3 separate regions of the Mus musculus genome follow, and all the other regions are linked to region 3. A link is a contact called in public promoter capture Hi-C data. All regions are on one chromosome and are shown on one strand. Each heading gives the region's core, a stretch centred on a gene start, on an enhancer-like site or on the middle of the called end of the contact. The rest is flanking DNA. Distances are from core to core; before and after follow the strand shown. Region 1 holds the start of Il6ra (interleukin 6 receptor, alpha). Region 2 holds the start of Hax1 (HCLS1 associated X-1). Region 3 holds the start of Prcc (papillary renal cell carcinoma (translocation-associated)).

Region 1 (4,420 bases), core at 490-2,989, 2.0 Mb after region 3:
CCTTGGGTGTCCTTTCTGAACCACAGGAAAACAGAACTCGCTGTCTCCGAAGTGCCTTGCAGCTCCTTAGGAACAAAGGGAAGTGGTGGTGGGGGCGCTGGGGTATGTTGAGTAGTAACTGAGACAGGCAGAGAGGCCCAGTCCTGCTCTCCCAAGATGGAAGAGAGGACCTCAGTCCTGCCTGGCACCATGAACAGCTAAGCGGGGATCTTCTCTTTCATCAGTGTCTTCTCCCCCAGAATCCCACCAGATGATAGTGGTGCTCAGCCTACCCCAGACGCCCTCAGCTGTACCCACAGGAGAACACTGAGACACGGAGGGGCCTGATGCTTCCCATTGCATCTCTCTGAACCTCAGGCTCCTCCCAAAGCTTTATGTCAATCCTGTAGAGGATTAAAAACGTGTAAAATACAGGGTGGGTTAATACCTGAAATCCCAGCACTCAAGAGATAGAGGCAGAAGAGGCACAAGTTTGAGGCCAGCCTGGGTTATGGGAGAGCCTGTCTAATATATATATATATTTTCTTTATATATATATATATAAAGAAAATATAGGTAGGGGTAACAAACCAAGCTTGAGGAATTCTACCTTCCAGGCAGAAAGAAAGCCTGGAAGCCACTGTCCCCACGACCAGCACAGGATAAATCTCCCCCATGTCCTTTGGCTCTTTCTATGTTGTTGAATAAGCCCTCAGCCCCTAAAATAACCTGTAGAGAAGCAGTCTCCCAGTTCCTCCAGAAGAGACCAGGCAGGCTGCTGGGCCTGAAGCCAGAGCCCACAGAGAGGCCTAGACCTACAAGGCAGAGTGCAAGGAAGGTAAACACAGTGCCCCTACCCTACCCTCCGCCTGGTCCACCTGCTAATCAGGGAGGGCTGGGGCAGGGGGCGGAGGCACAGTTCCAAGAGGTCCCACATCCTTTGCTGTCAAACTCACAGGATTGGGATGGATGTGGGTGTTGGCATTCTGCATGCTAGGGCTAGTTGGCTAAAGGAGTAAGTTTGTGAGGCGGGAACACCCATGACTCAGAGCCCATGATGTCAGACCCTTCACCGTCGGGTCACTGTCATTACACACGACATGGAATGTAGTAGAACTAAGGAAAGCCACGCGAGGTGCCACAACTAAAGCAGAGAGAGCCAGTGGCATAAAGGACTCTCCAGAAGGGACTACTACTGTTCCACTAGGGCGCGCCCTCTGGGTATCTCTTTTTGGAGCGACCCGGGATGCAGTTGAGTAAGACTGGGAACACTGGGAACCAGACACCAGAGTCAGGTTTCAGGAAAACACACTGTCCTGTACTCAGACTTGAGGTAACTGGCCAGACACAGACAGGAGCACGCAGTTATAGGCGCTAGACGCAACAGGGGGCGCGCGAACCTCCACCGCGTCAGCACAGGTGAGTCAGCCCAGGCTAGCAGCCGGTACCGGCGGGGCTCACTCTGCGAACGGAACCAGACAGTGTCACATTCCCCACGCCCGCTCCGGGTTCCTCTTACCCAGCGCGCGGCAGCTCCCGAGGACCAGCGCGACCGCGGGCGCGGCCAGCAGGGCGACCAACAGCGTGCAGCCGACGGTCAGCATGCTTCCTTCTACGCGGGACGGCGGGCGGCAGAGCGGCTCCGCAGCCGGGGCCGGGCGGCCGGCAGACTGGGGCAGCGAGAGCAGTCGCCCTCGGCCTCGGGCTCCACACTCAGCTCGCACTGCGAGCGCTCGCCCCGGCGTGGCTCAGATCGGTGTGGGCGCGACTTCCCACATGCACGTGACACACAGCAGCCGGCCGTCCTGGCAACAGTGAAACATTTGAGGAACCGGTGCTGAAGCTCCTCTTGGCAGCCCCGGCTCGCGGTTACGAAAGCCCAGTAGGATGGCGCAATCGGCCAGCGCTCCGGGCCACCGGAGGGGGTTACTTCCTGCAGCCGCGCCACACCTGAGCCCCCAGGGACCCCCACCAGGGCCCCTCCCCAGGTTTTGACGCTGAGATAAGGAGAAATATCCCCCTCCTTCCTTCCATCCGCGCCTCCGCTTGAGTTTTGCTTTCATGAGCGCCAGCCAGTGGCTCTGGCTGTTAAAGTAGAAGGCAGGTCAGTGTCCTGGGTGCTTACGGGAATCAAACAGGGAATCCGAAAAGACACCGATGTCTGCTTCGAGCCCAGAGATTGTGATTTAATTGGTCTGAAGGAAAACTTAGGCGTCCATAACCTGAGAAAAAGATTTCCTCTCATCTTCCAGTGGAGGAGCAGCTCTTTGAAGGCTACTGCAGAGGCAACGAAACCAGTGTGCGCTTTTGAGTCTGGCCCAGAGACACATGTGTTACCCTCCTCAAGATTGCTATCCCGATCCGGAAGTCTCAGTTTTCTCACCTATTAGAGATGTATTTTTAAGCCCATGATAAAGATTCCTGGAAACACTGTCGATGTACCTGGAGCCTAACTGCTCAACAAGGAGTAGGGCTTTGATTACCCATCATGACTTGACTGGACACAAAGGAACCGGCGTTTGCTATTTACCAGACTCCACCAAGGTTCCCTTCCAAGCTACAGAGCTTGAAGCTACAGGGCAGCTTCCCATGCAAATGCAGAGGGAAAGAAACACACTGAAAAGAAAATTTAGGGCTGGTGAGATGGCTCAGCGGTTAAACGCACTGACTGACTTCCGGAGATCATGAGTTCAAATCCCAGCAACATGGTAGCTCACAACCATCTGTAATGAGAAACAAATAAAACCTATGGGCCTGAGCGAGCCGGGCCGGAGCAAGAGGGAGAAGGGAAGGGATAAGAAAAAAAAAAGAAAGAAAAGAAAATGTAGATGGGGAGCCCTGGACCTACACCAGTATGTTTTAATGTATTCTTCCATTTCAGGGTTCAGCTGATTAGAGTCCATGGGGCAACTGGAATGTGTGTGTGCTGGCTGAACCCCTAAATAAGACATGACCTTATTTAAGCAACATGCTGGCCTCAGACCTAGGCATCCACCGCTCTCTGTGGATGTCAGAACCAAACCTGTACCCAGGACAATGGGATTGGTTTTGATGGCACTTCCTCAGCCACGCTATAAGTCGGAGAGAAAGGCATGGTTGTTCTCTCTCCCTGTGGTGGGGCAGGCATTTGGGAAGCAGAAGCAGGTGAATAGCTGTGAGTCTAAGGCCCTGTCTAAAAAAAATACATATTTTTTTCTCCTGCTATTTAAAATGGGATTAAATAGCAAGAGGATGTGGTAGTACACACCTGTAATCCCAAAACTCTGGAGGCTGAGGCAGGAAGATCCAGAGTTCGAGGCAAGCATAGTGGAACTTGCCCTATCTTAAAAATATAATTAATTTCCAACAGACTCTCATTGTGCTGCCTCCTTCCTTTCTGTGGTAAACAGAGACCTGAAAATAATTGCAGAGAGACAAGTTGCTGGCCTGAAACAGGAAGGCTACAGAAGGCTGCCAGCTCAGATAGAAGGAATGTTGAAGGCAAGAGCAGACATCTCAGACACGACCCGGCAACCCTGGCCAAGTGGCTTCCCCCCATCCACCCCGTTTTGATCCTGGAGTGTGGGGGGGGGGGTGTTCCATAGTCAGATGAGTTTAGTTCCCATCCCAGGTCTACTGCTTGATAGCTGTAGGATTTGGGCAAGTTATAGTTAATTTCTCTGTGTTGTTTAGATATTTCTCAACCCTAATTTTAATGATGGTTTTTAAACACTTTAACCTCCCTCCTAGAGGCAGTGGAAATGGAAAGTTATTAGGATACAGGAATTAGGTAGTTAGGATATTAGGAGGTGGATCTGTCTAGAAATTGTTCTTTGGAGCAAATCCCATCCACTTGCAAATACTTGATGAATATAGCAGCAGTCCAGGTCGGTAGTGTCAGGATAACAAACACAAATCAACAGCAGTGTTGGCACAACCTAGCAGAAACAGCCAGGCCTCGGCCGAATCTGCATGAGTTAGCAGGAGTGATTAGGCCTGGAGAAGTTCTTTGCCTTACTTCTCTTAACAAAGTGAAGATCAGCGAAGAAGACCAGGAAGCATTGCAAAGCTAGCTATGCAAGCAAGCCCTTTCCCACTGTCCATTGAGTCTTAGTTATCCGCTCTCCAAACATAACGTGTTCTCAAATGGGTCTCGCCTCAGTATGTGAGTCTGTCTTAGCAAAACTCCACTTGAGTCTGTATCAGCTGACATCACTCTGCCCGAGTCCATGGAAGCAGCAAGAAGCCACCAGAACACCACTAGAAACGTTTCCAGTATGTTTCTCTCTATGGAGTCACAACAAATGGAGCTCAACAATGAAATGTAAGGTGAACTGATCCTTGCATGTAGTTAGAGAAGAATCCTACATCATGGGTCCTTTCACGGGTCTGCTTTAGCAAAACATCCTTTTACCTTGTGTCTGCTTCAGGAAAATACTCCTTCATGTCACATGTTTGCCCC
Region 2 (4,235 bases), core at 1,529-4,028, 2.1 Mb after region 3:
ACTATGCTGAGTTTAGTATTTTCTTATACTGGTCCCTTTCCCCAGAGGATTATACTTCTTCCTCTCAACTCACCCCATCTGGCTTAGTGATCTTGGTCACAGAGATACTTTTGAAATACGATTTGGGCTGGGGTTGAAGAAGTGGACCCAGACCTTCCTGGGAAACCTGGGAGTCAAGATCTGGAAGGGCAGAGAGATGACAAGCCAGGAGAGAGTGGAGGGCAGGTAATTAGATACGTTTTTCAGGAAGAACCTTCTGAGAGAACTTCAGGAGAATGGTATGGTAAATGTGCCTCCTTCTAGACTTACCTTTGTCCTCTTTGGCTCTAGAATGGGGACTCACAGGCCATGTATCATCCAACTGTAGAAGAAGCCACACACAATCAGTGAAAAAACACCTTCCAATCTTTTTTTTTTTTTTCCAGACAGGGTTTCTCTGTATAGCTCTGGCTGTCCTGGAACTCACTTTGTAGACCAGGCTGGCCTTGAACTCAGAAATCCACCTGCCTTTGCCTCCCGAGTGCTGGGATTAAAAGCGTGTGCCACCACGCCCGGCTAAGAACGAATCTTAAAAGTGCAGGAAAGAATTTCAGGAATTCTTTTTCGTAGAAGTCCATATAAAACTAAGGAAGAAGGTATGTGAATATAAGCTGCCCAAATGGAAGTATTTCTGGGGTTTTGGAACAAGGGAGGAATATGGGTTCTCTGACCTTCAAGTTTAAGATTGGAAGGTGTCAAACCGGGCATGGTGGTGCACGCCTTTAATCCCAGCACTCCGGAGGCAGAGGCAGGCAGATTTCTGAGTTCGAGGCCAGCCTGGTCTACAGAGTGAGTTCCAGGACAGCCAGGGCTACACAGAGAAACCCTGTCTTGAAACAAACAAACAAACAAAAAACAAAACAAAACACCAACAAACAGCAACAAAATCCTAACTAACAAACTCAGAGGCAGGAGATCCCTGAGTTTGAGGCCAGCATGGTCTATATAGCAAGTTCCAGGTCAGCCAATACTACAGAGACTCCGTCTCAAAATACATAAACAAACAAATCAAATCAAATAAGAGAGGGGAGGGGACACTCTTGTAGAGGACCATAGTTTATAGTTCCCAGCAAGAGCATGGTGGCTCATAACCATACATAATTTGAGTTCCAGGGGATTCAATATCCTTTTTGACCTCTGTGGGCACAGGTACATGTGGTACAGAGACATTCAAGCAGGCAAAACACTCATACATATAAAAGAAAATAAATCTTAGATGAGGTGTGGTGGCACACATTTAATCCAGAGGCAGGCAGATATCTAAATCTATACAGTGAAGTAAGTTTCAAAACGAAAATCCCAATAATGAAGAAAATCTGGATAAATGAACTAATTAAAGGGGCTAAAATTGCAACTCAACTCTAAGAGATCCCACCAAGGGCTTACAGTTCAGGTGCAGAGAGTACTCACCCTATGAAAAGGTCCCTGCGACCCCCAATCTGGAGCTGGTTTTGGGGATTCAGGTTTTGCATGACTCTCCAAGACCCCCTCAAAGATCCTGGGTTGGTGACTATCTGGGTACTTAAGCATTGAGTCTCGTAGTGTCTGCCCCTCCCGCAGTCTCTCACCAGGTGTTTCTGACTCAGGACCTGGAAGTTCTGTAGAAAGTTGGTAGGTGATTCTGGGATAGGAAAGGCCTTAAACATTTTAAGTCTTTTAAAAATCAATTTCTGTAGACTATCCCAACTACTCTGCAAGTTCTGTTATTCATCACTAACCCACTAGAAACCCATAGGGTCTCCCTCAGGGAAATTCACACACCAGGAGAGTGGGAAGGCAAGGTCCAGGCCCCCATCTCGCTGAAGATGCTATTAAAATCTCGTACTAGATCATCAAAGCCAAAGTTGCCGTGGAATCGCATCCCTCCCCTGGGGCTGAAGCTGAAACCGAATTCCTCTGGAGGCTGAGAACCATCAAACGCATAGCTCTCTCGACCCCACGCGCCTCTGTCTTCCTCCGCTTCGTCATCATCATCATCATCGTCGTCATCATCTCGAGTCATCCCTCCAAAAAAAGGATCTCTGTGGCTGAGAGTGAAGGCAAATAAGCCACGAAGACTTCAACACTGTCTAAGCCATAAAAATCAACACAAGGGCAGCAAACTGGGCCAAAGAGGGGTCTGGGCAGCTGAAAACACAGGAGATCTGGTTTCAGAACAACGTTGATGGATCTATTAGGGTTTTGTATTGTTTCTAAACAGAGCCTCTCCGCACCTCCCAACAGCTGCCAGACGACCCATGGTTTTTCTTCAGGGTCATCCAGCCTACTACTAATCGCCCAATTACTTGCTCATGGTCCTCTTCCCCAGACCCCCATTGTTTTCTCCGCCCAGGTCCCTGTTGCATCACCCAGGTCTGGAGAAAGCTGCCGTTTCTGTCCTCTTAACCACTGCTTTGATTACTGTGGCGGGGTGAGTACTCAAGAATGCGATCTTTGACCTCTCAGCAGGAGTTGAAGGGGGCGGGAAAGGAAGCTTTCCAAAAATATGATGAAGGGGTCAAGTGTCCACCAAAACACCCCTCCCGTATATCCAGCCCAGAACTATTCTCACCTCCGAGGTCCAGGAAAGCCGAAAAAGCCTCGGAAAAGATCAAAGACGCTCATTCCAGTAGGGGCACTAGAAACTTTGAAGCTCTGCAGCCCATGGGCAACACGAGACCACGACCAGCTTACGCTACCCTGTCGGATATAGCCAGGGCTCAGCGTTCGCTGCCGGAAAGCAACCCTACGGTGCGGCGTTGTCGTAAAAGTCGTAAGCCGGAGGAAGAGGCGGGGCTGACCGTGCTCCTCAGACACGAAGCTTCTATACGCTACCTTTCAGTTTTGAGTGAGGGTGGACGTGCGAAATTCCCAGTTCAAGATCACGTCCCTTCTAGGAGATTCTTTCTCCTGCTGATCTGCCAGGCCCCCGAGGGGGGTTTCCGTTTCTCTCTGGAGGGTCCCAGGTAGCCGCCAGAGGGAGTGGCCTGTTCAGAGGCCTGCTTCACCCCAGGATCAGAAAACACCCCCCACCTTGTGTTTTGTTTTAGACTGATGTCGGTGACGTCTAATACTAGGCTAGGCGAAGTTACCTAGTTCCTTAAACCGCGATTTCCCTACTGCTGAATAAAGATGCTAGGAATCTCTTCAGCTAGTAGGGAGTTTTTAAGCTTGTTTTTTTCGATACAGGGTTTCTGTGTGGTGTTCAGACTGTCCTGGAACTGATTGTAGACCAAAGGGGCTTACAAACCCGCCTGCCTAATGCCTCCCAGATGCTGGGATTTAAGGCGGTTACCACCACACGCTGCTTTTAAAAAACTAAACAGATGGCCAACTAACAAGGTAAGATTTGTAGACTAGGCAGGAACGAGAAGCTACTTGTGTCTTGGGAAAACCATGCCGTAATGAAATTTGATGGTGTTTTAATCCACTCGGGAGGTATAAGGCCAGCCTGCTCCTCACTGAGTTTCAGGCAAGTCGGCTACAGAGTGAGACTCTGACTCAAAATAAACAGACCTCCCTCACCTCCTCAGCACAGAGGATATTTGCAGTTTTGGAAGGCTGAAACAGGATCTCGAGTCCCTGGCAATATGGCTCTTACAAAGAAAAATGAAACTTCTCTTTCACGTAATTGAAGTCCAAAAACCTTTTACTGCACCATGCCCCCACCCCAGGTCTTGCTCTAAGATCATCCATTCTTTTCCCAAAATGTAGGCATTTCAAAGCCACATAAAATAGGCAAGGCAGGGTGTAGTGCTGACAACCTTTAACCTTAGCACTCAAGAGGTAGAAGCAGGCAGATCTCTGAATGTGAGACCAACCTGGTCTCCACACCAAGCTCCAGGCCAGTCAGGGTTACATAGTGAGACTGTCTCAAAAACATAACTCAGAGAACAAGAACTACTATACTCCTCCAAAGAGAAAAAGACCCCAAGATTGAGTTCTGCCGGCCAGCAGCTAATGCTGGCTTGAGACTTCAGAATCCTTTAAAACCATGCTTAGATTCCCACAAGGTCCTTTGCCTTCTAAATGTCCTTAGCTCCTTCCCCTTTCACTTCCTGAAACGTGCTGTAGATGAGGCAGTTTCTAGAAGAAATGAAGATTTGCAGTAGTTCTTTCCAGTCACAGAATGTATAAGGAAATCCCCTTAAGGGCAAAATATTAGCACATTAAGGTGAGAGATCTTAAAGGGCAAAGATTTCACTTTATTCCACAGC
Region 3 (4,398 bases), core at 117-2,616:
CTACAAGTCCAACTCCCATTGTGTGTGGGGGTGAGGGAGAGGCAATACTCAATTTCTTATACCAGGGATAGTGTAATACACTTTTTAATCCAGCACTTGGACTCTGAGACAAGAGGATCACAAGTTGAAGCCCAAGCTGAGCTACACAGTGATTCAAGAAAAGCCTGGGTTACAATACTAGAACCATGTCAAAATAAGTAAACATTCCATCTCTTCTCTAACTCCACTCATGTCCTTTACCTCCTTCCAGCCTTCTTATTTTAGAGATGGGGCAAAGGATAAGGCTGGTCCTGGATGTTCAACAGGAGCACTTTAGTCCCACCAGCTGTCACTTCAGGCGCCACTTTTAACCTGCCCTCAATATGGGAAGAGAAGCCAACTGAGATAAAGATGCTGAAAGGGAAAGAATTGTCTCCATGCATGCGCCTTAAGCCTGTCAGTACCAAGGATACCACGCATCCCTTTCTGCAAGGAAGTCCCAGGTTCCAGAATGCCTCATGGCCAATACCCTAACTCCCCAAAGCAGGCAAGTTCAGGTGAATTTAACCGCCTTCTAAGAGGATTCCAGCGGCTCGGAGTCAACGGATGCGTTTGTCGAGCTCCATTATGGTTACAAGTCCCTCCTACCCCTAAACTCCAGCCCAATGGGACTTGAGGTGCCCCCCCCCTCCATACTCACATCGCCCTTCTGCAGCTCCGGCGCCGCTATCCTAACCGGTTCGGTTCTCTTCTTTGGCTTGGGAAGGCCCAAGGGGGGTCCGACACCGCCCACAGCTGGGGGCAGACTGAGCCCAGGGCCTTGAGGCGATGGCAGCCCCAGCCCCTCTCCAACTCCCGCAGCTTCAGCAGGGCTCACTCCTGCAGGTGGCGGGAAGCCGCCCAGGCCAAAGGGCAGCGGCGGAGGCGGCTGCAGTCTGGGGTCTCCGGTGGGCGGGGGCAGCAGGAGCGGCGGGGGGAAGGCTGGGGCCAGCATCTGGGGGGGCGGGGGCAGCAAGGCCGGGCCTTTGGGTGCAGGAAGAGAAGCGAACAGGCCTCCTAAAGTGGGCCCTGGCATAGGAGCCGCCACATCCTCTTCCTCCGGCTCCGGCTCCGGCTCCGGCTCATCCGGCTCACTATCGTCGCTGCTGGCATAAGCAACCAGAGACATGGCGCCTCCCGCCTTTGGGACGCCCTTGCTGGCAGACTAGGCCTACTTGAGACCCGGGATGTCCCGGCGGCCTAGTAGGCCCTACCAGCGGGCAAGGCGGGGAACCGAAAAGCGCCTCCTGCTCCGTGCTCTAGAACTATCCCCGGCAGGAACCCATGGCTAGGGTTGATTTCCACCGAGTAAGAATTCCCGCTACACTTAAGCTCCTAGCACCAAGCAACTACACACACCTAATGGCCGCCGAGTCACTCCGCCTACTACTCACCTCACAGACTTAAGAACTACAATTCCCAGAGAAGACTTTAGCAACAACCCCATTCTCTACCTCCGGGAACTCAGTGCAAAGCATGGCGGGAATTGCAGTCTAAAGGTGGCGTAAAGGGTGCGCAGAAAGACTGAGCGAAAGCTTCCTCTGATGCAGTGATTCCTGGGATTCGTAGTTTGTTTGTTTGTTTGTTGTTGTGTGTCCTTTCAAGTCCTATGTTACTACAAGCCCCATGGATCAGCGCGGTAGCACGTAAGCATTTAGAGCATTTCGGTACTTGAAGTTCCTCAGAGCAGCTAAGGATTATGGGAGCTGTGGTACCCTTAGAAACTGCAAGTGTTGTCGGGAAAGTGATGAAGTCTGGGAAAGTAAATAGCTTAAAGGGAAAGTTACCTGTAAATAAAACAGTGATGCTTCCGAGTCGACCTGGGTGTTAGAACAAAGCACCCCAAGAAAAGACAAAGCTCTAGGGTACGTTATAAAATTAAGATTGCGAAGCCAGAAAGAAAACGAGGCCGCAGGCATCTGAGAGCATGGCAAGGGTGGTGTCATGCACCTTGAATCCCAGCACTAGGAAGTCAGACGCGGGCGGAGATCTGTGAGTTCGAGGCCAGCCTAGACTATGAAGTGAGGTCCAGGACAGCCAAGGTGACACAGAAAATCCTGTCTCTGTCTCACAGAAAAAAAAAAAAAAAAAAAAAAAAAAAAAAAAAAAAAAGAGTCAGTGCTCTTAACCAATGAATACACCAGTATACATCTAGTAACAGTACACACCTCCCATGAACGCTATCCCCATGAGTGTGGGGACTTGGGCTCCTTCCTCAGCAACTAGTGAGAAGCACGGGAAACTAGGGCAAGGTATTGGAGAATTGGAGATTAATCACTTTACCTCAGTAAAAGGACAGACTATGGCCCGGTACACTTCCAAGTTCTTAGGGGTTGATCACCTGTGCCCACCCTACAGTGCATGTGTCTTTGGCATTCATTTCTTGGCTGGATGTGCTGTCTTCTCGGCCTTTGCGTATGGCCCTCATATCCACCCACTTTTACTGCAGGCTTTTTCACATACTGCCCGTCTATGATGACGTGCTGTGCAACTGCTCTTCCCTGGCTCCCTGTGATTCTGGATCACTTCTGTCACCCTCTAACTGAGGGCCCTCTACTTGCCATGTCCTTTATACATGAACCCATCTCTCTGTGGGTACCTCCCTGCTCCTAAGAGCAGAAAACCTTTGAGGTCAGCCAACAACGAAAGAGCTGCTAGAGTTTGGCAGGGAGGAGGCTAAAGAACGTGGAAAGGGTGCTTTGAGCGAAGGATGAGGATTGTAAAGACTGTGAAAGGATGTGGCTCTTCCTCACCAGCCTCCTCGCCATGTGTCTGAACATTTGGCTTCATACACAAACTTATACCACCTTCTCTAGACATCTGCTTAAATCTCCCAGAATAACTTGTATACACCTGTGTTTAAACTATACTGAGTTTAGGCAGCTCAACATTACAGTGCTTAGCTAGCATGCACGTATGTACATGATTCAGAATTTGACACCCCACTGATACCTGTCCCCCCCCCAAAAAAAATTAAGATTTATTTATAGCCCAACAGTGGTGGCGCACGCCTTTAATCCCAGCACTTGGGCACTTAGGAGGCAGAGGCAGGCAGATTTCTGAGTTCAAAGCCAGCCTGGTCTACAGAGTGAGCTCCAGGACAGCCAGGGCTACACAGAGAAACCCTGTCTTGAAAAAAATATATATTGCCAGGCGTGGTGGTACATGCCTTTAATCCCAGCACTTGGGAGGCAGAGGCAGGCATATTTCTGAGTTCAAGGCCAGCCTGGTCTACAAAGTGAGTTCCAGGACAGCCAGGGCTATACAGAAAAACCCTGTCTCGAAAAAACAAACAAATATATTTTATGCGAGTACACTGAAGCTTTCTTCAGACATACCAGAAGAGGGCATCAGATCCCATTACAGATGGTTGTGAGCCACCATGATGTGGTTGCTGGGACTCAGGACCTCTGGAAGAGTAGTCAGTGATCTTAACCACCCAGCCATCTCTCTGTGCCACCCCAAAAACAAATTTTAATGTATATAAGGAAAATGTGCCCTAGGAAAACTGAAAACTACAAATCCTTGCCTGGGCATAGTGCACATGTCACCACCGCCCGGCTTGTTTTTTTTTTGTTTTTTTGTTTTTTTTCTAAAGAAAGAATACCAACGGGCAGCAGTGGTGCACACCTTTAATCCCATCACTTGGGAGGCAGAGGCAAATGGATTTCTGAGTTCGAGGCCAGCCTGGTCTACAGAGTGAGTTCCAGGACAGCCAGGGCTATACAGAGAAACCCTGTCTAGAAAAAGAAAAGAAAGAAAAAAAGAAAGAAAGAAAGAAAGAAAGAAAGAAAGAAAGAAAGAAAGAAAGAAAGAAAGAAAGAAAAGTCCAATATTGATTTCTGTCCTCTTTCTCTCTCTCTCTCTCTCTCTCTCTCTCTCTCTCTCTCACACACACACACACACACACAAACACACACTCACACACTCACAAATACAGAGCTGATTATGGTAGCTCATGCTGAAGGGCCCTTTTTATCCCATTTTGTCTCCACTCAGAAATGGTTTATGGCCATAAACCATTTATTACCCATCCTTAGTATAAGGTATTTCTTTTGCTCCACAGTTAATTTGCCTGTCTGCAGTCTGCAGTTTAGCACCTCATAGTAAAACAGAGAGAGGTGAGGTAAAGCAGCCTTTGTTCTATCTTGGGAGGAATTGCACAGCTCTAAGTTGAAGTCTTGGGAAGAAAAGGGGAGAGAGGACTGTCTCTGTTCTTTGATCTCAGCACTTGTAAGTAAGACTTTCCAAGTGTGTGATCACATGGTAAAAAGTTCACAATGAGTTTGCACATAGATTCAGGTCACAAATTGAATAAGAAGTTTATATCAAAGAATATCTACATGCATATCCACTAGGAGTAGTTATCTGGCTAAGCAT

What was found. Promoter capture Hi-C pulls out the DNA fragments that hold promoters and counts their contacts.
Region 1: a contact with region 3 is called in a promoter capture Hi-C map of pre-B cells, with 3 times the contacts expected there. The contact joins the promoter of Il6ra here to the promoter of Prcc in region 3. A contact is called at or near these places in 2 of 39 promoter capture datasets (liver and pre-B cells).
Region 2: a promoter capture Hi-C map of pre-B cells shows a contact between it and region 3, with 7 times the contacts expected there. The contact joins the promoter of Hax1 here to the promoter of Prcc in region 3. A contact is called at or near these places in 4 of 39 promoter capture datasets (cranial neural crest, hippocampal neurons, liver and 1 more).

What each region holds. Positions count from the first base shown.
Region 1 is chr3:89,911,457-89,915,876 of GRCm38.p6, forward strand. It overlaps Il6ra (interleukin 6 receptor, alpha), which reads right to left and starts at 1,740. Exons shown (of 10, transcript NM_001310676.1): 1 at 1,499-1,740. The coding sequence starts at 1,583.
Region 2 is chr3:89,995,938-90,000,172 of GRCm38.p6, forward strand. It overlaps Hax1 (HCLS1 associated X-1), which reads right to left and starts at 2,779. Exons shown (of 7, transcript NM_011826.4): 1 at 2,591-2,779; 2 at 1,801-2,066; 3 at 1,450-1,637; 4 at 310-361; 5 at 74-180. The coding sequence starts at 2,643. It overlaps Gm19710 (predicted gene, 19710), which reads left to right and starts at 2,823. Exons shown (of 4, transcript NR_045749.1): 1 at 2,823-2,984; 2 at 3,208-3,360; 3 at 4,235. It also overlaps a transcript of Ubap2l not described here.
Region 3 is chr3:87,884,196-87,888,593 of GRCm38.p6, forward strand. It overlaps Prcc (papillary renal cell carcinoma (translocation-associated)), which reads right to left and starts at 1,367. Exons shown (of 7, transcript NM_033573.2): 1 at 680-1,367. The coding sequence starts at 1,147.